2 separate regions of the Pan troglodytes genome follow, and region 1 is linked to region 2. Evidence: chromatin contacts called from public HiChIP or PLAC-seq data. All regions are on one chromosome and are shown on one strand. The core of a region is the stretch at or near the end of the contact, and the rest is flanking DNA. Distances in the headings are between cores, read along the strand shown. Region 1 holds the start of ANKRD63 (ankyrin repeat domain 63). Region 2 holds the start of SRP14 (signal recognition particle 14).

What was found. HiChIP or PLAC-seq counts read pairs in DNA pulled down with a chosen protein or histone mark.
Region 1: a contact with region 2 is called in an H3K4me3 HiChIP or PLAC-seq map of stem cell-derived excitatory neurons, with 4 times the contacts expected there. The contact joins the promoter of ANKRD63 here to the promoter of SRP14 in region 2. A contact is called at or near these places in 4 of 7 Hi-C or Micro-C datasets (blood, induced pluripotent stem cells and stem cell-derived neural progenitor cells) and 1 of 1 datasets of contacts at active chromatin or transcription factors (stem cell-derived excitatory neurons).

What each region holds. Positions count from the first base shown.
Region 1 is chr16:32,242,714-32,245,413 of NHGRI_mPanTro3-v2.0_pri, reverse strand. ANKRD63 (ankyrin repeat domain 63) reads left to right here and starts at 1,410. Exons shown (of 1, transcript XM_009428797.5): 1 at 1,410-2,700. The coding sequence starts at 1,888. It overlaps PLCB2 (phospholipase C beta 2), which reads left to right. Exons shown (of 29, transcript XM_054667367.2): 29 at 1-60.
Region 2 is chr16:32,002,448-32,005,147 of NHGRI_mPanTro3-v2.0_pri, reverse strand. It overlaps SRP14 (signal recognition particle 14), which reads left to right and starts at 1,442. Exons shown (of 5, transcript XM_001140332.7): 1 at 1,442-1,569; 2 at 1,714-1,786; 3 at 2,268-2,380. The coding sequence starts at 1,546.

The DNA.
Region 1 (2,700 bases), core at 161-2,660, 240 kb before region 2:
TCCCCACAACTCCATCTTTTCATCCAAGGACTGTGTTGGTACGTATTTAGCAGAAGAATTCAGCCCTCAGGTGACAACGTCCATTTTTTAAGTCGCAGTGTTGTCTTAAGAGGGGGAACGTCTCGCACCCAGAACCGAGCTTCTGTCTCTCTCTTACCCGCTGCCGGCAACAAAATGTGCGGCTCATGAAAAGTCTCAGTAAATTCTGCAGCTGATAACTGCTTTACTCCTTACTTTACAAATATCCATTCCGACCCTACTCACACCCTCCCCACCACCCACACCCAGGCTCTGAGGCGCCCTAACTCTGCTCCGCCCAGGCCTGTGTATCATCCCCCCTCCTCCAGGACCGAGGGGGACCTGCTGGCCGGAGGCAGAGGAGATGCAGTGGTTTCTCCAAGCATCTTACGGAAAATGGAACTTGTGCTCGCCTCCTCTCTTTAGGGGTCAGCCAGTGGTCAGAGCCAGAGCCCTGTGGCCTGGGGGTTGTTTTGTGCTCAAGGGAGAAGCGAGGGGCAGGGAACCTCGAGTGGGTCCCTAGCTCTTTCCAGGGTGGCGGCGCCAGGGAACTTCTAACATGCCCGCGGCACTCCCGGGTCCTAAGGAGCCCCTTCCTGGTCTGGGCGTCTACACTCTGCCCGCTAGGCAGCCACCGGGAGCTGGCACGCGGGCGCATCGTCGGGGTTGGAGACGTCTGAAATTGGAGAGCGCACTCGGCCCCCACCCCTCGTTCCCAGGGAGCGTGTGCGGGTGGAACAATTGTGTGTGAGTGCGTGATTCTCTGCACTTCGAGTGGCAGTTCCCAGCCAGGCTGAGCGCCCCCAATCCGCGGCACGTATACCCCCTCCCCCAAATTACTCCTCATCCGCCTTTCGCTGCCACCCCTAGCTCGCGCGTGGTCCAGTTCTGCGCTCATGGGGTCCCAATTCCTTTCACCCCGGACCGATGGGGGCAGCTTTCAGTCTTCCCCGACGAGCCCGAGGTCCCGCCAGTTTCTAAGGAGCCGAGGGCACCGACTCGGTTGGGGGCGGAGGGCGGGGAGAGAAGACTGCGACTTTGGGATTGGCCCGGTTGGGTGCATGTGGCCCCCGGCGAGCAGCCCCCGCCCCCGCCCCGCAACCGCCGCCGCATTCCCAGGGGAGCGCGGAGGAGGAACCGCTCCCCTACTTCGTGGCCCACGAAGGGGTGGGGGTCAGGAGCGGTCTCCCCCGCCCCGTCCGTCTCTGCCCTGACGGCGCAGTCCGCTCCCAGGACAGCCATTGCCATGGAGACCCCCAAGGCTATAAAGTCAGGTATCTAGGCGGGCGGCAGCTCCCGCGCCGCTGAGCCCCCCAAGTAAGGAGCAAGCGCCCTGGCGTGGCCCGGCCCCCGCGAGAGGGGAGGAGGCGGAGGAACGGCTCCAGCAGCTTGAGGAGCGGCGCGCCCCGCCAGGGCTGGAGGCAGGCGTGCACGGCGGGCGCCACCGTCGCTGCGGGGGAGCGGGGGCTGCCCTGGGTGCGGGTGAGTGGCACGGCGGCTCCAAACCACGAGGACTGAGGGGCGCCGGACACCGGGAAAGCGGTGGGAGACTCGGGAGAGGGTCGAGCCTCTGCTCCCGACGTCTGGTGGCGGGCCAGGAGCGGAGCCCGGAGTAGCGAGCAATCAACACCTCCAGGCGGGAGGCCCGGGGAAGGAGCGGCGACACGCCAGGCGTGCGGCCCAGGAGCGGCGGGGCAGTCGGAGCCTCCGGGACACCGGAGTAGGAACCTCGGGACCCTCGGCTGCAGCCGCCCACGCGCGGAGGGAGAGGTATCAGCGCGCGGGCGGAGGCCGAAGCGCCGCGGGGCGCGAGAACAGGGGCGCCCCCGTGCGGAACTGCCAGGCTGCCCGGGCGCGGCGGCCGGGGCCATGCTCAAACCCAAGGACCTGTGCCCCCGAGCGGGGACGCGCACCTTCCTGGAGGCCATGCAGGCGGGCAAAGTGCACTTGGCCCGCTTCGTGTTGGATGCGCTGGACCGCAGCATCATCGACTGCCGCGCGGAGCAGGGCCGTACGCCGCTCATGGTGGCCGTGGGGCTGCCGGACCCCGCGCTGCGCGCGCGCTTCGTGCGGCTGCTGCTCGAGCAGGGTGCTGCAGTGAACCTGCGAGACGAGCGCGGCCGCACCGCACTCAGCCTGGCGTGCGAGCGAGGCCACCTGGACGCCGTGCAGCTGCTGGTGCAGTTCAGCGGTGACCCCGAGGCGGCCGACTCTGCGGGCAACAGCCCGGTGATGTGGGCGGCGGCCTGCGGCCACGGGGCGGTGCTCGAGTTCCTGGTGCGGTCCTTCCGCCGCCTAGGCCTGCGCCTCGACCGCACCAACCGTGCGGGGCTCACCGCGCTGCAACTGGCCGCCGCCCGCGGCCACGGGACCTGTGTGCAGGCCCTCACCGGGCCCTGGGGCCGCGCCGCCGCCGCTGCTGCGGCCCGGGGCTCCAACTCCGATAGTCCCCCTGGCCGCCCGGCCCCCGCGGCCAGCCCCGAGCATCGACGACCCAGCCCCCGCCGCCTCCCGCGGCCTCTCCTGGCGCGCTTTGCGCGAGCGGCGGGCGGCCACGGCGGCGAGGCTGGCTCAGCGGGCAAGAATTCGGGCCGGCACCGGGCGCAGGGCAGCGAACGGCCCGAGCTGGGTCGGAGCATGAGCCTGGCTCTGGGTGCGGTAACCGAGGAGGAGGCTGCCCGC
Region 2 (2,700 bases), core at 193-2,692:
GTTCTGTTGAAAACTTCCTTAACGAGTCTTCTCTTTGTATCTAGAACAAAATCCAGGCTTACCATGGTCACGGGCCCTACATAATCTGGTCCCCAGCTACCTCTCCATACTCCTTTACTCCTTGCTCCACAAGCCCTCCTCACCCCTACCCGCACCTGCCAGTCTTACAGACACAGGGCAACTTGTTTCCCCTTTGAAGGTTTTGCTCTAGCCGTTCCCTGTGTCTGAAACAGTGTCCCTAGATCTTTGGATGGCTGGTCCTTTCAGCTTTCAACTCAAAGTTCTCCTTTTCGACGAGAACTCCCCTGACCCCAACCCAGGCAGTCCCCTTCCCACTCTCATTATACAGCCCTGCTTAGGCTGTCTTCACGGAATTCATTATCTGAAGCTGTACTACTTACTTGTTTGCTTCATTGTTTATTTCCTCCCTGCCCCTTTAACCCAACTTCCAGGAAACCAGGAACTTAGCTTTTCTTATCCTGCTGCATCCCCAACCTCTACAACCGTGCCTGGCACAGACTGAGAGGCACTCAGCGAAAACCTCTTGTGTGGTGGAATGCTTGACTTTATAGAGGGCCCAGGGTTCAAGTTGGCTACTGGCAGAGAGGGCTTACAACCTAGTTCTCCTGACTAATCAGAGGTAGAACTAAAGACTGGGCTCCAGCCCCTCATTTTTTTTTTTTTGAGACGGAGTCTCGCTCTGTCTTCCAGGCTGGAGTGCAGTGGCGCGATCTCAGCTCACTGCAAGCTCTGCCTCCTGGGTTCACGCCATTCTCCTGCCTCAGCCTCCCGAGTAGCTGGGACTACAGGCGCCCGCCACCACGCCCGGCTAACTTTTTTGTATTTTTAGTAGAGACGGGGTTTCACCGTGTTAGCCAGGATGGTCTCAATCTCCTGACCTCGTGATCCACCCGCCTCGGCCTCCCAAAGTGCCGGGATTACAGGCGTGAGCCACCGCACCCGGCCCAGCCCTTCTGGCTAGAGCTGCAGGTCAGCGTTTAGGGAGAGTTTAAAGGATCTCTACAGTAACTTATAATGACAATAATGAAAAGAACAATAGCTGATACCTACTGAACACGCTCTATGTGCCAGGCACTGTTCTACGTATTTAATCTGAGTTTCATTTACGCTTCACGACCACACTGCGCGGTAGATACTATCATTACCCTTACTTTATGGATAAGGAAACTGAGTCACTGAGTTGTTAGGTTACCTGTCCAGCATACAGCTGAATATAAATCGTACGCTGCTATCAAAACTTTCTTTTGCTCTCACTCCCTCACACTGGCTGGGGTGAGACGATTTCTCGCACGTGACGGCCCAGGGCAGCCCCAGCGCCTCCGGGTCACAGGCCTCCGGACGTCCCAGGGCGCGGGCGCTAGGCGGGCGGGGAGGGGGGAGGGCGCAGGCCGGGATTGGTGGAAGAGAAGAGATTGGTGGAAGACAATGGAAGTCTAGTAGCGGAAGTCCCGCCCAGCCTAGGCCGAACTTCCGGCTCTCACTGCTAGTGGCTTAAGCGGAGGGAGTCGAGCCAGCGTCGCCGCGATGGTGTTGTTGGAGAGCGAGCAGGTATGGCTAGGCCTGGCCGGCCGAGGGAAGGGGGCGGCTCAGGCGTTACTCGAGACCTGTGCCTCCTGCAGGAGGACCAGGGCCTTGACGCGGCGGGACGAGGATTTGGGGCTGGCTAACGGGGCTGGGCCTGTTGTTTTCCAGTTCCTGACGGAGCTGACCAGACTTTTCCAGAAGTGCCGGACGTCGGGCAGCGTCTATATCACCTTGAAGAAGTGTAAGCAGCGGGAGGGGAGCCGGGCGATGCTCCCTGGGTGCCCGGTGTCTGGGAGCCACCGGAGTCTGTCTGCCGCGGACCGCCGCCTTCCTCTACCTTTCGCCACCCTGTACTGGGCACATTCGGGGCTTCGGGCCCGGAAAATAGTAGGGATTGTAGCTGGCTCAGTCCCCAGCACTGAGCCGCCTAGGTTGCTTCTGGTAACAATGGGCCCCAAGCAGCCCAGGGCTCTTTGTCAGGGATCCCAGACGCCGCCACTTTGAGTGGAATTTAACGTGCTTCGATATTACATGTTTCCGTCGTGGAAATAATAGTTTCTCCAGGGTTTCGCCAGACCGTGATAGCAGATGAGGTGTTTAACAAAACCAGAGCAGCGGGGCTGGATTAGGTCATCACTTACCCCCCTCCTCTGTTTTAACTGTTTGTCTGCCGCTCAGCCACGTACGCGGCCGTGTTCACCAGGATGCATTTTTTCCTTCAGATGACGGTCGAACCAAACCCATTCCAAAGAAAGGTACTGTGGAGGGCTTTGAGCCCGCAGACAACAAGTGTCTGTTAAGAGCTACCGATGGGAAGAAGAAGATCAGCACTGTGGTGAGCTTAATTTCTAAGGCCGTCTTTTGAAATGTAAAGACTTGAACTTAACAGAGGATGGGGCGTTTCTGAACCAGGCTTTTATTTATTTTTCCCTTTTGCCCTGTGTGGCTATTTTTGAGACCAAGACCTTCCTATACTTTAGTAGTGGAAACCTCCAGAATAAAATAAGAAGGTAGAGGTCAGACAGTCGTTAGTTCTGCTAAAGCTCTTGTGGAAATGAAAGTAGCATATTGGTCCTTATTGGTAGTACTGTAAGGAGCAGCTGGCATAAATTTTTGATTCCTTAGCCCCTTACTGTGCCGGGCCTTCAATAAGCA